2 separate regions of the Zea mays genome follow, and region 1 is linked to region 2. The links are chromatin contacts, called in public Hi-C maps. All regions are on one chromosome and are shown on one strand. The core of a region is the stretch at or near the end of the contact, and the rest is flanking DNA. Distances in the headings are between cores, read along the strand shown.

Evidence for each region. A called contact is a pair of places that touch in the nucleus more often than the background predicts.
Region 1: a contact with region 2 is called in a Hi-C map of endosperm, with 2.7 times the contacts expected there. The contact joins the promoter of LOC100273317 here to the promoter of LOC100285517 in region 2. A contact is called at or near these places in 5 of 25 Hi-C or Micro-C datasets (bundle sheath, ear, endosperm and 2 more).

The regions. Positions count from the first base shown.
Region 1 is chr10:119,909,833-119,914,799 of Zm-B73-REFERENCE-NAM-5.0, reverse strand. It overlaps LOC100273317, which reads left to right and starts at 2,732. Exons shown (of 1, transcript NM_001147758.2): 1 at 2,732-3,614. The coding sequence starts at 2,965. The coding sequence ends at 3,405. LOC606478 (protein disulfide isomerase11) reads left to right here. Exons shown (of 5, transcript NM_001112333.1): 2 at 417-520; 3 at 610-980; 4 at 1,156-1,463; 5 at 1,727-2,343. The coding sequence ends at 1,978.
Region 2 is chr10:119,632,988-119,638,382 of Zm-B73-REFERENCE-NAM-5.0, reverse strand. It overlaps LOC100285517, which reads right to left and starts at 1,386. Exons shown (of 11, transcript NM_001279566.2): 1 at 994-1,386. The coding sequence starts at 1,006.

The DNA of each region.
Region 1 (4,967 bases), core at 1,483-3,982, 280 kb before region 2:
CGTTTTTTGAACAAAAAATGTTTTTATTGAGTCATTAAACAAACATGGAGCAGTGTGTGACACCACCGGACTCTGGGATTCCTTGTTTTTTTGGGTGGGTAGTCCCAACTCCCGAAAACTCGAGCAGATTAGAGCGAAGTGGGAGAGCACACAACTTGCTATTTTTTCAGAATATTTAACGAAAAATGTTGTTATTGAGTCATTAAACAAACAGAGTGGTAGTGCGTGACACCACCTGAATTTCGGTACATTAGCCTGTGGAAAAAGACAAGTGCTATTAGGTGTGACACACCTGAATTAGTACGTTCTCAAATACTACTTTTTGCTTACTTACAATTGCATAAAAGCCAGAAATTCCAGGGAATTGGATTAAGAAAACGAAGTTATGATATTACTCCTTTTTTTTGTTGGTGCAGTTAGATGAAGCTGCACCAATGTTGGCAGGGTTGAGTGAGCCCATTGTTGTTGCCAAAGTTAATGCTGATAAATACAGGAAACTTGGATCAAAATATGGAGTTGAGTAAGTTCTTGCCTGAAAGTATTTTGGTTTCGCTGGAGAGTAGATATTCTTAGATTGGATGCCTAATGCTTATTAGTTCCTAAATGCAGTGGGTTCCCTACCCTCATGCTTTTTATCCACGGTGTTCCAATTGAATACACTGGTTCGAGGAAGGCTGATCAGCTTGTCCGCAATCTGAAGAAGTTTGTTGCGCCAGATGTTTCTATCCTTGAGTCAGACTCTGCGATAAAGAACTTTGTTGAGAATGCTGGTACAAGCTTTCCTATGTTCCTTGGTTTTGGGGTGAATGACTCATTGATTGCTGAATATGGAAGGAAATACAAGAAAAGAGCATGGTTTGCTGTTGCTAAAGATTTCTCTGAGGACGTCATGGTAGCCTATGAATTTGACAAGGTTCCGGCGCTAGTTGCAATCCATCCAAAGTATAAGGAACAAAGCTTGTTCTATGGCCCATTTGAAGGTAATTGTTATCCCTTTCTTGTGTTCGTTCATGGCTTTTTTTTTCTATGTCGATTCTTAGTTTGAGAAGTAATTTCAGGCACCATGTATTGTCTTATGGTCGTTTAATATACCATACATAGCCATGTTGATTTCCCCATAACGCCATAGCTGATGGTGTTGTTTTTTGGATATAGAAAATTTCTTGGAAGATTTTGTACGACAATCCCTTCTCCCTTTGGTTGTCCCAATCAATACAGAGACGATAAAAATGTTGAATGATGATCAGAGGAAAGTTGTTCTCACAATTTTGGAGGATGATTCAGATGAAAATTCTACACAGCTGGTAAAGATTTTGAGATCTGCTGCTAGCGCAAACCGTGATTTGGTGTTTGGATATGTTGGAATCAAGCAATGGGATGAGTTTGTGGAGACTTTTGATGTTTCCAAAAGCTCACAGCTGCCAAAGCTACTTGTGTGGGATAGAAATGAGGAGTATGAGCTCGTAAGTACAGTATCCTCAGTAATTAATTCTATTTTCTAATACCACCATCCATATAAAGTGTTACTGGCATGTTTCTGACTAATGATGCAAAAGTTTTTCTATCAATAAAGGTATTGCTTTTATAGGTTCCTGTTTGTTGACCCTCATAATTCCCTGAGAAAGTTAATACTTGATTAAGAAAGAAACTGCTACCATCTCTCCGATAATCATCAAATAAGAATTTGTTATTTTCTGGGATTGAATTAAAATGGTTCTTGGTGAAGGTGGATGGTTCAGAGAGATTAGAAGAAGGTACTGACCAAGCATCTCAAATAAGCCAATTTCTTGAGGGATACAGAGCAGGAAGAACAACAAAGAAGAAAATTAGCGGCCCTTCTTTCATGGGTTTCCTGAATTCTCTGGTCAGCTTGACCTCGCTGTACATCCTTATATTCGTCATTGCCCTTCTGTTTGTCATGGTGTACTTTGCTGGGCAAGATGATACTCCACAGCCAAGACGAATTCATGAAGAGTGATGGAAGCTTGGGGAGCTTCTTGCACCTGAAGTGTAAAGATGGCTAATGTACCAGGAGATGTAGCTCAGAGGTTATAGATTTCAAACTTTCAACGGACGCAAGTCTTGAAGAGTGGATTTGGCTATTGATGCTGAGATTCTTCAATTTCTATTGGCCACACCAACTTCTACATCCTGCCTATTTATGTTTCTGTTTTGTGCCCTTCAATTTGTTCTTTAATTTAGAGCTTAGAAATTAGCCTCTGCCTGTGTATTTTAGAAATTGTCCATTCCAGAGTCCATTTCTGTGAAAATATATTTATTATCATACTCTGCTACTGAACGTTTGTACAATTAATACATGATGTATAGACTGTTCTGGTGCTATGGTACTCGCTAGTTGTGAAGTTGTCACCAAAAAGTAAAACAAAACAAATCATTAGTTGTTAGATAGCTAATAAGTTATTAGCTAGGTTGAACTAGCTAACAACTAATAACTATTTGAGAGATATAACTAATCATTAGTTGGTCTATTAGTTGATGTGTTATAAACCTCTCGGCTAATTTTAGACGCTAAATATTAGTTTTATAGGTTTAGAAACAAACACCTTAATAGGTTTGTTTTGTCGTTATTTCTCGTCTACATAATTATTTTTATAATTAAACTATATTTAATATTTATAATAAGCACCAAACATTAATATAACAGTGATTAGATTTTAGTTGGTGAATCTAAAGACACCCTAAAAATATTGTCCGACCCGTTTTCAGCCTACACCGCGCCCTGCTTATCCAGAAACAGACACCGCCCTTCCTATGCGAGCGGTCCACGCCGCCGAACCCTAGATCCAACGAACCATACGGCTCAAGACCTCCTCCCCTCGCGTTCACCAAACACCGCCGCACACTTCTAAAAAAGTTCCGCAGGAAACGCGGCCCGCAGCACGCCCTTTCCCCACCTCGATCTCGCGCTAGGTTTTCGCCACACCGCTCTCGTCCTCCGCGAAGATGCCGAAGAACAAGGGTAAGGGAGGCAAGAACCGGAAGCGTGGAAAGAACGAGGCTGACGACGACAAGCGCGAGCTCGTCTTCAAGGAAGACGGGCAGGAGTATGCGCAGGTGACCCGGATGCTCGGCAACGGGCGGTGCGAGGCCACCTGCGTGGACGGCACGCGTCGCCTCTGCCATATCCGGGGCAAGATGCACAAGAAGGTGTGGATCGCGGCCGGGGACATCGTCCTCGTCGGCCTCCGCGACTACCAGGACGACAAGGCCGACGTCATCCTCAAGTACATGAACGACGAGGCGCGCCTGCTCAAGGCCTACGGGGAGCTTCCCGAGACGCTCAGGCTCAACGAGGGCGTCGACGTCGATGGGCCCGAGGAGGGCGAGGAGAACGGCGACTACAACTACATCCAGTTCGAGGACGAGGACATCGACAAGATCTAAGAATTCTGTCTCTCCTTCCTTCCGGCACATTTTATTATTATTATGGGATTCCTTTTCGCCTTCCGGCTAATTTAATATTATGTGACTTGCGTTTTAGTACGCGGTGGTGGACTGGTGGTATGGTTTAGGCGGGCTGTTATGAATTCGCTCGCAATCCTGATAGGATCTGAGGTGGTTAAATAATCGCGGAACGCTGATAATCTCGTTTTAAATCTGGCGCATGCTGTTGCAAGATGTTCTATACTAGTTGTTATTCTGGATTGTGTTATATTGATTGGGGTTTGAGTTGCTAGGTATACCCAGTTTTTATTGTTCCTAATACTTTCGAAACGTAGTGAAGTTCTGACGCATTCAAAATCTAAAATCCAAACAATCATACTGCTCGATTCATTGATTTTCATACAAAAAGAGGGTTTATTTGCCCTTTTTTTAGTTATACACAGATATTGCAGGGTGCATCAAATTAGTTGGTAAAGGGCTGGTCTTTTTGAACAGCGATGGGATTCTTACTCCATAGATGCTCTCCATTTCCATGTCCATCAAATTAGTAGGTTCGGTTTCTTTAGTCCTTGTTGTTTTGCAACAAGTTAGACTGAGATGTGTAGTTCCTTGCCTACAAAAAAAAGTTTGTAATTTTCAAGCATATTTTATTTCGATGATTTTGAAACTACATGACTTCTAGATGTAACTAGTAATAGTCTAACATCTTGCATTGTGAGGGACTGTTTGTAAATGCAGTTTTGAAATACTGTAATTTTGAAATACCACAGTTTACAATTATACATAACACAAATACTACGGTTTTACTTTACCACAGTAAAACCATAGTATTGCTCAAAACCGGCCATGTAGGGCGACCAACCAAACAGGCCATCCAAGTCAACCTCCCGGCCGGATCGGCCAGGCTGCCTCCCAGCTGGTTTTGGCTGCTGGAGTTCGTTGCCTCGCCATTGTTTCACACTCTGCTCTTTATTTTTCCGCTAATTCCTCCTCCAACCTTTTTCTGTTATGTCAGTTGAGTACTCAGTAGCAATACATCTAGCTAGTCTCTTGGACAATACATTGGCGCGAGGGGGTATATCCTTCGTATAACATAATTAAACTTGAGTTACACCGGTTAGAAGAGTGCGGCTGTATTTCTTTCTCAAACCAACAACAGTTTTGAGTCCTATTCACTCACTTATTTTGTGGCTATTTTCGTAATTTATTCACATTATATCATAATGAAAATATCAAATTAACACCTCGGTCTGACACGGTTAATAGTCTGACAAGCCGCTGCTACGCGGGCTATCCCAACAAAGCCCGACTAACTAGACGGGTTTAAAGGGGCCGCTAAGATTAGATCTACTAGTTTACTCATCATTTTTCTCGTCTTAGAGCAACTCCAAAAGAATGTGTAAACTAATCCTAAAACAAATATTAGTCAAGAATAGTTGTTTTTCTTACTTCAACAGCTCCCTCATTCTTGCCCCCAAAAAATTAGCGTCCTGCATCCACAGTCTCCTCTCCCTCATATTTTGGTGTGTTCTATCTCTCACCAATCCATTCATCAACGTATC
Region 2 (5,395 bases), core at 137-2,636:
GAGGTTCAATCCAGCTCATGGGTGAAGTTTTGGTAAGCCACTAACCTCTCTATTTTGGTATTTAACTTCATATTATTGTCTGAAATAATGATGTATTGGTATTTTTCCTGTGTTGTTTAAAACTACGTTTAAACTTTGTTTAAACGTTTAAAAGTCAAAATTCACCCATGAGCGTTCCAACTTTTTACCGTTTTAATAACCTTGTTACCCCCCCCCCCCCTACCCCCGCAGGTCGAGTTTTTTTTATGACGATCTCTATTATACCACATTGGGTCTCCATTAGAATCCTATAACCTTTGTAGTCTACTTCAATATCAAACAAACAATATAGTATTTCATGAACTGTTTGAGAAATGGGGGAAAAACATGTCTTTGCTATTTGGTGAGAGGATCGTCTTTCCTCAATTTTACTTGTTTTCTAACAGATTTGATACAAATCTCAAGTGTTGGCTGTCGCAGCTTGGTAGCACATTTGTTTTGGGTACAAAATGTCACAGGTTCAAATCCTGTCATCCCTACCTATTAATTCTCTCTTCGTTATGAGTAGGTAGTGGGGAGATCGATTAAAGTTGTTGTAGGTAATTACATGAGAGCAGTTAACAAGGCCCCTTGCAAACAGTTGGAATTTCCATGTGATCCACAACTTGGCTAGTTAATAAATATTCATTGCGTAAAAAATTAAGAACTATTGACAACTCCCCACAGAAGGTACTATCTTTGCCAAAGATAAAGATAAACAGACAGTCAGGGCATTTACTTGGCTCGAAAATAGAACATATATTTTTTGTTTTATTTGAACAACACCAGATCGCGAAAAAAAGGATTCCAATGAAATTGCACCATAACTCCATTCATTCTAAGCCACTTATGGATCACCTGATACCAAACCATTACATTCACAGGTAGACCCAGAGAAAATAATCGAATAAGTACTAGGTGGGAGAAAATGGAGGCTCTCTCCTATCAATCCCACAAATTAGCGCGGAGGATTACCTGAGGAAGCCATTAAGACCCAGAAACCTGGAGGATTTGCACTGAATCGACCAGGGGACGGCGGGTAGCTCGCGGCTACTGAGAGTAAATCCCCGTTCCCTTTTCCGATGCTTTCTCAGCGGCAAATCACGCGCCAGAAAAAATTCCGGACAGGCTCGATGGTCCCGAGCCAACCCCCACCTCGTGGCACGCCGCGCTTCGCTGGGTACGACCTAGGCCACCGCCCTCGCGCCCCGCCGGCGAGCAAGCGAGCAGCGCGTGGGACCGAGACGTGGACGGCCGCCGAGAGCGCGCTCGAGATGCGGCTGGGGAGCGAGGGGGAGAAACGAAACGGGAGTACGAAACGAGATTGTTCGAGGCGCGCAGGGTGCCACGGTTGCGGGTTGCGGCCTGCCGGCTGCTGAGTGCTGACGTAGCCGTCCCGCCCGCCTCAATTATCTGTGGACCGGGTCCCGCCCCGTGATCCAACGGACGGCGTGGCCCGCCTGCGAACGGACAGCATCGAGAGGCGTCAATTCCTCAATGGGTCAGCGGCACGGCATTTGCCATTTTTCTTTTTAAGGCTAGTTTCAAAATCTCGTTTTTTAAAATGATTTTATTTTACAAAGTTAAATGAAAATCATTAGGTAAAATAGAGTTACTAAACTAGTCATTATTCATTTTCCTTTTTCGGCTAGATAGGGCAGCATGGCGGTAACCTCCTGCGCGGCCTCGTCGCATCCGCGGCAGCGAACCCTAGCTCCGCCAGCTGCCGACCTGTCATGACTGAAGATGCAGCCTAAAGTGGATCTGTGGGAAATGGGAGTGGCACGAGAGGATGGTCGAATAAGGTCAGTCAGGCAATTTCTATTTCGCTATTATGGAGTTGGTAATCGAGTCTGTAATGGAGTTGTGGGCTGCTTAGGCCGTATTAGTGTCATCTTGGGTCGTAAATAATAGGTCAGGGGAGTTGATGGTGTGCCTATATATATTGTACTCGGCGTCTTGTGCCAGACATGCTGTCGGCGTTTCGAGACCGGGGGGTCCCTGGGCCGACGAGTGAAATGTCGCCGCGTGCCCCAGCCCAGATGGGTCGGCGCGAAGGGGGGAGAAAGGTGGCCGAAGACGGGCGTGAGAGAGGTGGAAATCCCGCGACCTTCGTGTTCGTCCCGCGCCCAGGTCGGGTGCGCTTGCAGTAGGGGGTTACAAGCGTCCACGCAGGAGAGGGAGCGAGCGGCCTCGCACGAGCGCCTGTCTCGTCCTCGTCCCCGCGCGGCCAACCCTCTGTAAGAGGGCCTGGTCCTTCCTTTTATAGGCGTAAGGAGAGGATCCAGGTGTACAATGGGGGGTGTAGCAAAGTGCTACGTGTCTAGCGGAGGAGAGCTAGCGCCCTAAGTACATGCCGTCGTGGCAGCCGGAGAGGTTTTGGCACCCGGTTCATGTGGTGTCGTGGCCGTCGGAGGAGCGTTGGAGCCTGGCGGAAGGACAGCTGTCGGGGCTGTCGAGTCCTTGCTGACGTCCTCTTGCTTCTATAAGGGGGCTGAGAGTCGCCGTCGTCACAGAGCGTGCGGGGCGCCATCATTGCCTATCTAGCGGAGCGAGCCAGATGGGACGCCGGTCTTGTTCCCCGTAGCCTGAGTCAGCTTGGGGTAGGGTAATGATGGCGCCTCCTGTCGACGTGGTCGGTCCGCGCCCTAGGTTGGGCGATGTGGAGGCTCCTCCGAGGTCGAGGTCGAGTCTGTCTTCCGCGGCCGTGGTCGAGTCCGAGCCCCTAGGTCGGGCGAGGCGGAGACCGTCGGCTGAGGCCAGGGCTGAGTCCGAGCCCTGGGGTCGGGCGAAGCGGAGTTCGTCGTCCTCTGGGGCTGAGCCCAAGTCCGAGCCCTGGGTCGGGCAGAGCGGAGTTCGCCGTCTTCCGGGGCCTAGCCCAAGTCCGAGCCCTGGGTCGGGCGGAGCGGAGTTCGCCGTCTTCTGGGGCTTAGCCCAAGTCCGAGCCCTGGGTCGGGTGGAGCGGAGTTCGCCGTCTTCAGGGGCTTAGCCCGAGTCCGAGCCCTGGGTCAGGCGGAGCGGTGTTCGCCGTCTTCCGGGGCTTAGCCCAAGTCCGAGCCCTGGGTCGGGCGGAGCGGTGTTCGCCGTCTTCCGGGGCTTATCCCGAGTCCGAGCCCTGGGTCGGGCGGAGCGGTGTTCGCCGTCTTCCGGGGCTTAGCCCGAGTCCGAGCCTTGGGTCGGGCGGAGCGGAGCTTCCTATGGTGCCTGAGGTCGGGCTTGACTGCATGTCAGCCTCACTCTGTCAAGTGGCGCTGCAGTCGGTGCGGCACAGGCGGCGCTGTCCTTCTGTCAGGTCGGTCAGTGGAGCGGCGATGTGACTGCGGTCACTTCGGCTCTGTCGACTGAAGGGCGCGCGTCAGGATAAAGGTGTCAGGCCACCTTTACATTAAATGCTCCTGCGATTTGGTCGGTCGGCGCGGCGATTTGGTCAGGGTTGCTTCTTGGCGAAGACAGGGCCTCGGGCAAGCAGGAAGTATGTTCGTCGCTAGAGGGGGGCCTCGGGCGAGACGGAGATCCTCCGGGGTCGGCTGCCCTTGCCCGAGGCTAGGCTCGGGCGAGGCGTGATCGAGTCCCTCGAATGGACCGATCCCTGACTTAATCGCACCCATCAGGCCTTTGCAGCTTTGTGCTGATGGGGGTTACCAGCTGAGAATTAGGAGACTTGAGGGTACCCCTAATTATGGTCCCCGACAGTAGCCCCCGAGCCTCGAAGGGAGTGTTAGCACTCGCTTGGAGGCTTTCGTCGCACTTTTTTGCAAGGGGACCAGCCTTTCTCGGTTGCGTTTTGTTCCGGTGGATGCGCGCGAGCGCACCCGCCGGGTGTAGCCCCCGAGGCCTCGGAGGAGTGGTTTGACTCCTCCGAGGTCTTAATGCCTTGCACAATGCTTTGGCTGGTCTGGTCGTTCCCGGGTGCACGGTCGGGTCCCAAGTTCTCGGGCTGGTATGTTGACGCTGTCAACGGTTTGGCCGGAGCCGGGTTTGCGAGAGCAGCCCCCGAGCCTCTGCACAGGGCGAGAGGACGGTCAGGGGCAGACTCGACTTTTTTACATACGCCCCTGCGTCGCCTTTCCGCAAGGAGGAGGGGGGAAAGCGCCATGTTGCCCTCGGAGGGCGCCGAACATGGTGTCTCCGGTGAGCTGCTGGCGGGTAATCCGAGCGGACGTCCGTGCCCCATTTGCTAGGGGTCGGCTAGAGGCCCAGAGGCGCGCCCAAAAGTACCTGCGGGTGATCTGCCGGACCCGGTCCCCTATCGACGGGGTCCGAGGGCTCGATGCCTCCCTCTGATGGGATTCCGTTACAAGATCATTCCCGCTGGTCTCAGAAATGTCCTAGGGTACCTCGGGAGCGTAGCCCGAGCCTTGGTTATGTATCGAACGTACCCATGGTCATCCCTCGCTCTGTGTCTAAGGCGGCTGTGAACCCTTCGAGGGCCAGCCTTCGAACCCCTGATCAGTAGTGGGCGCAGAGCCTGAGTAGCCTGAGGCGGTCGTTGAACCCTTCCGAGGGGCCGGCCTTCGAACCTCTGACCAGTAGTGGGCGTGGAGCCCACGCGCTCTGAGGCGGCTGTCGAACCCCTCCGAGGGGCCAGCCTTCGAACCTCTGATCAGTAGGGAGGCTCGGAGCCTGGTTCCTTCACGAAGAAGGATCCTTTTCGGGGTATCCCCCTTTCCCGGTCCCTGTTGTAAGAGAGAGAAAGAGGAAAAGGAAAAGGATACGAAATTGAACGACGTGGCGTACCTTTTTTGATGCGGTCATTATGGCGAAGGCGAAGCGTCGCTTGCTTCTCCTGCCAGAGGCGCCGCCTGTCCCGCCGCTGGGTTAATGCGACGGGGCGAGTGGTTCGCGAGGCGGTCGTTGCGCGTGCGCGAGCCGTTCGAGGAGCGGCCGTTTCGCTTTGGGTTTTTTGAATCCCGCGGCGGGTCCGGACGAAACGTTGAACGGGTCTCGTCCTGGCCTTTATATACTTGGAGGAGGGTCTGGCGATGGTTCTTTGCTCCGCTTCTCGCCTCCCCCTTAGGTTTTCGCAACCCGAGAGGTTTAGCCAGAGAAAAGGAAACCGCTCACCCAGTCTTTTCCGCCGCCACCCCTTTTGCTCGGTGATGGCCGACCGGGTGACCATCATCTCGCCGCGCGATCCATGGCCTTTCTCCACGGTCACGACGGGTGACCTGGAGGATCTTGTTGCTGAGGGTTTACTCCGCCCTCTCTCTGATGAGAGGCGGCCGGAGTGGATTCCCCCTGCGGGCGGAGCTGCTCCGTCCCCGCCGCCGGGGTACGTCGTGAGCTTTGTCTCCTTTCATGAGCGGGGATTCGGTGTGCCGGCGAGCCGCTTTATGCGGGCGATCCTGCACAACTATGGGGTGGAGTTGCACAACCT